Linked DNA regions of Mus musculus: region 1 is linked to region 2. The links are chromatin contacts, called in public HiChIP or PLAC-seq maps. All regions are on one chromosome and are shown on one strand. The core of a region is the stretch at or near the end of the contact, and the rest is flanking DNA. Distances in the headings are between cores, read along the strand shown. Region 1 overlaps Gm39913 (a long non-coding RNA gene). Region 2 has its middle 22 kb from the start of Gm32684.

Region 1 (3,888 bases), core at 1,276-3,775, 320 kb before region 2:
AGCAGGGTTTCCTCAGTTGGCTTGCTGATCTGATACTTTGCTGTCTACCTGTGACTTGCTATTTACTTATTGTACTTTTGCTTAATAAGTTATACTTATTGTACTTATATATGTATATATATGTGTGTGTGTATATATATATATATATATTAATTATACTCAGAAAAAAGGCCTATAAATTAACAATGTATATACAGATAATCTTAATTTATATTAAGCCATGTAGTTTGGACTCACTCTTCTAATATGATGGTAAATGCATTGTTACTATGTCTTATAATTCCAAAAAAGGAAATGAAACAAAAGGGGGCCAGCAAGTAGAAGAAAAAGTGTTACAAGGATGTAGGAATAAAGATAGTTTTGGTAAATAAGGATTTCTGAATGGTAAGACTTTATCCTAAAGATAAAGATCCTAGATTCTTCCAGAAAAATAAAAATAAAACAAAGCTAGAAAGCCTACACACGTCACGAAATGTCTGAATAAGTTATATAAGGGATGTGATAGCTGAGACTTGGAGACGGTAATGAGTGACATTAAAATATCTAAAGTCAAAGTTCAGCACATTAATGACAAATTGTTATTGAAATCAACAGATTTCTCTTATTGATTTTTCTCTTGGTAACATTTACCAAATAAAGTCTAGTAAAAACTGTGTTTAATCAATATAACTACTTGGGAAACTGAATCTTAATAAAACTGAGATTAAAAAGTGTTTGGTTATTATCAAAGCTTTATCAAAATGTTCCATGTACTGGCTGATTTTGTGTGTCAACTTGACACAAGTTAGAGTCATCAGAGAGGAAAGAGCCTCAGTTGAGGAAATGCCTCCATGAGATCCAGCTGTAGAGCATTCTCTCAATTTGTGATCAATGGGGAAGGGCCCAGCCCATTGTGGGTGGTGCCATCCCTGGCCTGGTGGTCCAGGATTCTGTAAGAAGGCAGGTTGAGCAAGCCATAGGGAAGCCAGCCAGGAAGCAGTACCCCTCCATAGCCGCTGTATCAGCTCCTGCCTCCAACTTTTTGAGTGCCTGTCCCGATTCCCTCCAGTGGTTGGGTATAAGTTTTGTGTGACTATGGGCTTCTGGTACCCCTAACTCCTGAGTTAAAGTCCCACCCCAGGAAGAAGAGAAAGCTTCCATGAAACTGTGCGACACTGATTCTCAACCTGTGGGTCAACAGGTGTCAACTATCCCTTTCACAGAGATTACCAAGACCGTAGGAAAACATACATTATGATTTATAACTAACAAAATTAGTTATGCAGTAGCGACAAAATAATTCTATGGCTGGGAGTCTCCACAACATGAGGAGCAGTATTAGAGTCACAGCAGGCAAGCTGAGAGTCACTGGACCTCACTTTCCTTTGTCACCTAGAAAAAAGGCTGCTTTCTTCTTCTCAAGTCTCTAAATGTCCTTTTGTCTTTCTATCTCGCCTCAGGTCTTTTTGGGGGGGTGGATGGGGGGATGGGTCTCATGACCCAGACTGGTTTTGAACTCCTAGGTTCTGTTGTTTCCACTTCCCAGGTGCTGAGATTATAGACTATGCTAGGCAAATGCCTAGCACCCCATAAACCACAATGATGTTGGGGTGGTGTGCTCAATGCAAAGGCAGGAGAATCCACTCCAGTGGGGAGCCACTTACAGCGAGGAACTGTTGGGGCTTCATGAGGAAGACCGGAGACCTTACAAGGGATCCACGGAGGCTCTCCATGAGGTTTTATAAATGGAGAAGGGCTTTGAAAAGCAGGCTGGCTGGTTTCCTTGTAAGATGGGGACAGAGATAAGGAACAGTAGGAAAGCAACTGCTTGCTGCAGGAAAGCTAGCTTCCTGTTAACTCCTTTTGTGTTAAGGATTAAGACAAAACTTTTTATCAAGTAGGCAAGTCTGGGAGATTTTTGGCTGTTTCCACTTTAATTCAGATCGGTAAGAGCAGGTAGACATTTTAGTTTCACCTTGGTGACTTTGATTCTCGTTTGGTTTTTATTATTATTTTCTTCATTTACATTTCAAATGCTATCCTCTTTCCTAGTTTCCTCTCTGAAAGTCCTCTATACCCCACCCCGCCCTGCTCTCCAACCCACCCACTCTTGCTTCCTGGCCCTGGCATTCCCCTGCACTGGGGCATATAATCTTTGCAAGACCAAGGGCCTCTCCTCCCATTGATGGCCAACTAGGCCATCCTTGGCTACATATGCAGCTAGAGACACAGCTCTGGGGGGTACTGGTTAGTTCATATTGTTGTTCTCCTATAGGGTTGCAGACCCCTTCAGCTCCTTGAGTACTTTCTCTAGCTCCTCCATTAGGGGCCCTGTGTTCCATCCAATAGATGACTGTGAGCATCCACTTCTGTATTTGCCAGGCACTGGCACAGCCTCACAAAAGAGAGCTATATCAGGGTCCTGTCACCAAATCTTGTTGACATATGCAACAGTGTCTGGATTTGGTGTTTGTTTAATGGGATGGATCCCTGGGTGGGGCAGTCTCTATTTTTAACCTGGCTTTTCAGATAGTTTTGAAACAATGGCCTCCTGTAATTCTGTTCCCCTTAAAACCACAAAACAAAACCCTGACACTGTACTCCTGCTCTGTAGTTGAGGGTGAATTTTTTTTTTCAAAAGTTTATTATTTGTGTGTGTTTCCTCAGAAGCTAAGAGGTCATTGGATCCCCGGAACTGGTGTGACAGATGCTGGAGGTAAACACTGGTCTTCTGAAAGAGGTCTCTTCACTGCCGTGTCATCTCCAGCCCTGCTGAGCAGGATCTTGAACTCTCAGTCCTCCTGCCTCCAGCTCCTGGGATTGATTAGCGGCAGGCATGATCTCACTACTAAGCCTGATTTTATGCAATGTTTGGGATTGAACCTGGGGCTTCATGTATGTTATTAAGAATTTTACCAACTAAACTACATCCCTAGCCTGGCCTCCTGCATCTTTCCTTTTTTCATCAGAGGTTTCATTTGGGTTTATAAGGGAAAACGGTGTGTGGGTTGCTGGGGATCGATTCCAGGGCCTTGTGCATACTGAACACATACTTTACCAGTGAATACTTTCATCTCTCCCACCCCTCAAGCCCTGAAAGTCCATGAGAAGTCTTTTGAAGTGTCATTTTAAAGATGGTTTAATCTGAGTGTAAGCGCCAAAGTGATATACACACAGGGGAAGGCAGTGGGCATGCTCAGTCAGGACTGTGGCTGGAGGCAAAGCTGGAAAAACCCAGTGGGAAAGCCTGGGCTATAAGGCGGCAGAGTACTGGGCTACAAGTGCTGTAGCTGGCGGGTAGCAGGTCTCAGTAAAGCACGTCCCTTGCAGCTTTACCCTGTGTTGACGCCAGGTTGATTTACTTATGAGGGATGATAGTTGGGGCCAGTGTGATTCCTGCACATTCACAGATCTCTGGCTGGAAGAATGGAAAGCAGAAAACCTTCTAGGAGTTTGTTTTGACCAACCTACTCTGCCCTCTATGTTCTGTGACAGAGATAAGACACCAATGGATATGTGTAACTTCTAAAACCAGTGCAGTGGAAAAGCAGAGTCAGTTAAGCTTAAGAGAAATAATGCCTGTGTGTTCTTACAGGTTTGGTGAGTCCCTTTCCACATGGTCTAAGTCACATGTTGACTGGTTGGATTCATCCCATTTTATGCAAAATAGAATTGGATTTGGATATATATCACAAAATTTAAAATGTGAGATACATGAAAATATCAAAGTGAGGTCATTATTTTGTATGTTAATTGAAGAATAAGAGTGAGACCAGGTATGGTGCTGCACACCTTTAATCCCAGGCAGAGGCAGGAGGATCTTTGAGTTTGAGGCCAGCCTGTATGAGCAGAGCTAAATGCTGGCAGCATCTTAGTATTGTTATGTCTGTGACCCATCACCTGTCTCCT
Region 2 (3,836 bases), core at 1,268-3,767:
AGAAGACTAGGTGGTGTGGAACATTGGGAAAGCCACCTGGCCAGGACGGAGGAGGTTCAATGTGTAAGATGACTCCATCCCTAACTGGTGACTTGGGGAAGGACCTCTCTGGCACTGGGCGTCCTCATCTGTCAGTGGGTAGGACTAGGCTTATTTGTCCACTGTTTTGTCCATTGGTTTCTTTGAGGGTGGAAGAGTCTTGCATTCTTTTGTTTGTACTAAAACAAAATATTGATCATCTCCCCAGGAAAAAGACACAGAGTGTGTCTAAACTCAAGGATTTATATATAAAATTTCAGGCAATTAGCTGGGGGCATGGCTGGTGTGAACCTGTAATTCCAGCACTGGGAAGGCTGAGGTAAATGGATTGAGACAACACTTAGTGAGATTCTCTCTGTCTCTGTCTGTCTGTCTGTCTGTCTGTCTGTCTGTCTGTCTGTCTGTCTCTCTCTCTCACACACACACACACACACACACACACACACACACACACACGGTTCTGTTGTTGTTTTGAAACAGGTCTTGCCATGGCCCTGACTGGCCTGGAATTCTTCCTCCTGAGTGCTGGGATTAAAGTCCTTCACCACTGTGCCCAGCTAAGAGAGATTTTTACACATAATAAAGACTACCTTATTGTAAAGCAACAAGCCTAAAAAAAAGCACCACAGAGGCTTAGAAGCACAAGGAAACCTTCTTCATTCCATCCTTCCCTTTATCCACACTGAGAGATGTTGCTTCTGCATCCTGTGTGCCTCACCCTCTGTGTACCGTGAAGGAGAATTGTGCAATCACTGGAGACTTGTGTTTATCAGACTGCATTCCTGATGTAAGGGGCCCACACTTCCTGTCCACACACTCAGAGACCAAAGCCATGACAATGGGCTGGTTCTTTCAGAAGCCACGACTCCAGTCCAGACAGGGTATTTGTGGCCAGTCTTTATAGCACTCTTATCCAACTTAAAGAGGGGTGCCTTCCCATAAACACAGCAAGGAAGTTCTGATCATGTTGTTTCAAGGCTCATCCTAAATTAGTGTCTGGGAACTAATCAGACCTTGAAAGTATAGGAAAACATGGCCTGAGGCTATGGGAGACCCATAGCAGGTACAGGCAGAGGCCAGGAGGTCTGCGTGTCCCTGATATAAGTTTCTTGTTTGTCACCCGAGTGAGCCCAGGGTTATGCCCGATGATTCTGACTTTGAAGTGGAGAAGGTTCAATGCCTGGTGGTCACCTCATTTCTAACACACATTTACCAAGTGCCGATGAGCCCCAGGCACCAATTTCAGAAGCTCTGAAAAAATGTGAATATACTCGAGTGAAATGGGCATTATTTTAAACAGAATCACAGAGAACCTTCCAGCCCCCAAGTCTGGTAAGATCAAAGCTAGGAAGAAGTCTCTTTGCTGACACCAGGGCCAGGATCCAGTCAATGTCCCACAGCTGGCCATTCCAAGCATGAAACTTCAATGATCCTTCCCCAAAGAAAAGAGTGATGGCTCTCTCTCTCTCTCTCTCTCTCTCTCTCTCTCTCTCTCTCTCTCTCTCTCTCTCTCTCTCTCTCTCTCCTCCCCCTTTCCTTCCCCCTCCCCTCTTTCCTTTCCAAATTTATCTCTTTTATTCTGTGTAATGTATGTGCACTGGTATGTGCCTAGTATACAGGAGCCAGAAGAGGGCACCAGCTCCCCTAGAACTGGAGTTTTGTAGGTGCTTGGAACAGAACCTGGATCACCTGCGAGAGAAGCATGTACCTCCAACTAGTAAGTCATCTCTCTAACGTCTGACACCATTCTCCTTTGGGGACAGTGTTTAAGACAAGGTCTCATTATGGAGCTCTGGCTGTCCTAGAACTCACTATATAGACCCGGCTGGCTTTGAACTCAGATACCCACCACCCTTTGCCTCCTGAATGTTGGGATTAAAGGTGTCTATCACTGTGCCCAGCTAGGTACTATTTTCTTGATCACCAATAGCTATGGTTGGGTGAGTGGCTCTGGACATACCTAGATAGACAAGAGGGCCCTGGAGGGGCCTGATGGGACCTGTGATAACTGGTCTCATTCCTCACCATAGCTCCACCCCCTAGCAAAGACCTTGACTCTGACCAGGAGTTCAGAAATCTCTAGAAAAAGGCAATGAAAACTCATCCTGAGAGTAACCTCATAAGTGCTAATGGTGTGGTGTTCAATAAGACCATCACCACCATCTTCCCTTCTCCCTATATAGTCCAGGAGCCCGGGATTTGTATGACAAAACTAAGCTGTTTCCTTTCTTCCTGGTGCCACAAGGCTCCAAGCAAGAGGGCTTGGAGTTCTGGGCTGAGATGCAGCTGGGGGAAGGGCACACTAGCCACGGGAGCAGTAAGCAGCTATCAGCAGCACAGGATGGCGGGCCACCTGCCTTGTGTGGGAGGTCACAGGCAGAGTTTTCAAGGGTCCTTTCTACCTTGGTGAAGCCCAGTGCACATGGCTGCTGGTGCCTGAGGGTGCAGCCAGGGTAGGCTGAGTCAGTGGACTGACACTTCGTCTGGCAGTGGCTTGCCAACAATCACCCTTCCACTCCTGGGAAGAATCAAGGAGTGGCTAGGCCTGTCCTGAGGTCTTCTCCAGGTCCCCAGCCATGCAGGAGCAGAGGGCGAGCTAAGGGGATGCTGGGAATGGGCTAGCCTGCAGTGTTTACATGTGAAGACAAGGGCATGCTGTGGTTAATCTTTCAAACCACCCCAGACATTTCTCTAATGGCTTTGGGCTGCCTCTTAGCTGGGTATAGGGATACTGTGTCCCTTTGCAAGGTCACTCACCCCTACCCTGTCTCTCTGTCTCTGTCTTGCCCCCCACCCCAAGAAATACCTGCTTGGCTCCTCAATAACGCATAGACCTTCCAACAAAGAGTTAACCTGCCCCTAGTAGCATCCCACCAGAGCCTTTGAACCAGCCTTCTGTGCCTGCCCATGTGTGTAGCCTCAGGACTGCCACTCACTCACACTTGCTGGCTCTGCTGCAGTGTACACAAAGGCTGCCTTGTTTCTGGCCGAGCTGGAGTCACATGTTTTCACTCTTAACCAGAGCTTTAAAACGAAACAGCCACCCTCTCTGGCCCCAGTTGACCCTGTTTACGTCTGTGGAGCCAATTCCAAACAGCTACAGTAGCGAAAACTGCTTTCTAGGGGGACTTCTTGACTGTCTGTGTAGAGAGAACAAATCCTCACTTTGTATAAAGGGGGGACTTTAAGGAGTTTAGGGAAATGCCTTAGAGGGGAAAATACTAGGAAGCCAGCAGCTGGCCACAACTTCTCTGTTTTCTAAAGTATCTCTTACAGGAGACCCCAGGGGCCAAAGATAAAGCTTGCAAGAAACAAAAGGATGAGCAGAGTTTTCAGGGCAAAGAGACAGAACCTTCTGGATATTCCTAGTGAGATCCCATTATTTAACCCTTGAAGAAAGTGATATTTTCTTCTTTCTTTCTTTCTTTCTTTCTTTCTTTCTTTCTTTCTTTCTTTCTTTCTTTCTTTCTTTCTTTCTTTAAAGAATAATAAGTTTTTGTTTTCTTTTGTGTAAGTGTGGATATGAGTGTTTGTGTATGTATATGTGTGTGTGTGTGAGTGTGTATAAGTGTATCTGTGTGTTTGTGTGAATGTGTATGAATGTGTGTGTGCGCTCGCGTGTGTACATAATGAGTTAATGAGCAATGCCCTTTGTTTGGTTTGTTTGTTACTAACAGTAGGAAAGAAAGTTCTCTTTCCTGGCGTAGGGAAATGACCTGAACTGTGGAGGCTTCTAGAAACGTCTGGTGTCAGGTCTGGCTGAGAAGGACCTGTTTTGTTTTGTTCTGTTTTTTTCT

Evidence for each region. HiChIP or PLAC-seq counts read pairs in DNA pulled down with a chosen protein or histone mark.
Region 1: a contact with region 2 is called in a FOXA1 HiChIP or PLAC-seq map of pancreatic cancer cells. The contact joins two enhancer-like sites. A contact is called at or near these places in 3 of 39 promoter capture datasets (embryonic stem cells, hippocampal neurons and pre-B cells), 1 of 115 datasets of contacts at active chromatin or transcription factors (pancreatic cancer cells) and 1 of 9 other capture datasets (adipose tissue).

Annotation. Positions count from the first base shown.
Region 1 is chr2:118,836,423-118,840,310 of GRCm38.p6, reverse strand. Gm39913 (a long non-coding RNA gene) reads left to right here. Exons shown (of 2, transcript XR_866660.2): 2 at 2,647-2,921. It also overlaps a transcript of Knstrn not described here. Among named protein-coding and RNA genes, the nearest start is that of Gm39913, 23 kb to the left of the region's middle. Within about 2 kb of position 2,525, at least 18 of the 459 cell types and tissues checked have an H3K27ac peak or open chromatin away from gene starts, as enhancers often do. A contact at or near this core is called in pancreatic cancer cells, where this site is marked.
Region 2 is chr2:118,519,437-118,523,272 of GRCm38.p6, reverse strand. No RefSeq gene overlaps it. Among named protein-coding and RNA genes, the nearest start is that of Gm32684, 22 kb to the right of the region's middle. Within about 2 kb of position 2,517, at least 195 of the 459 cell types and tissues checked have an H3K27ac peak or open chromatin away from gene starts, as enhancers often do. A contact at or near this core is called in pancreatic cancer cells, where this site is marked.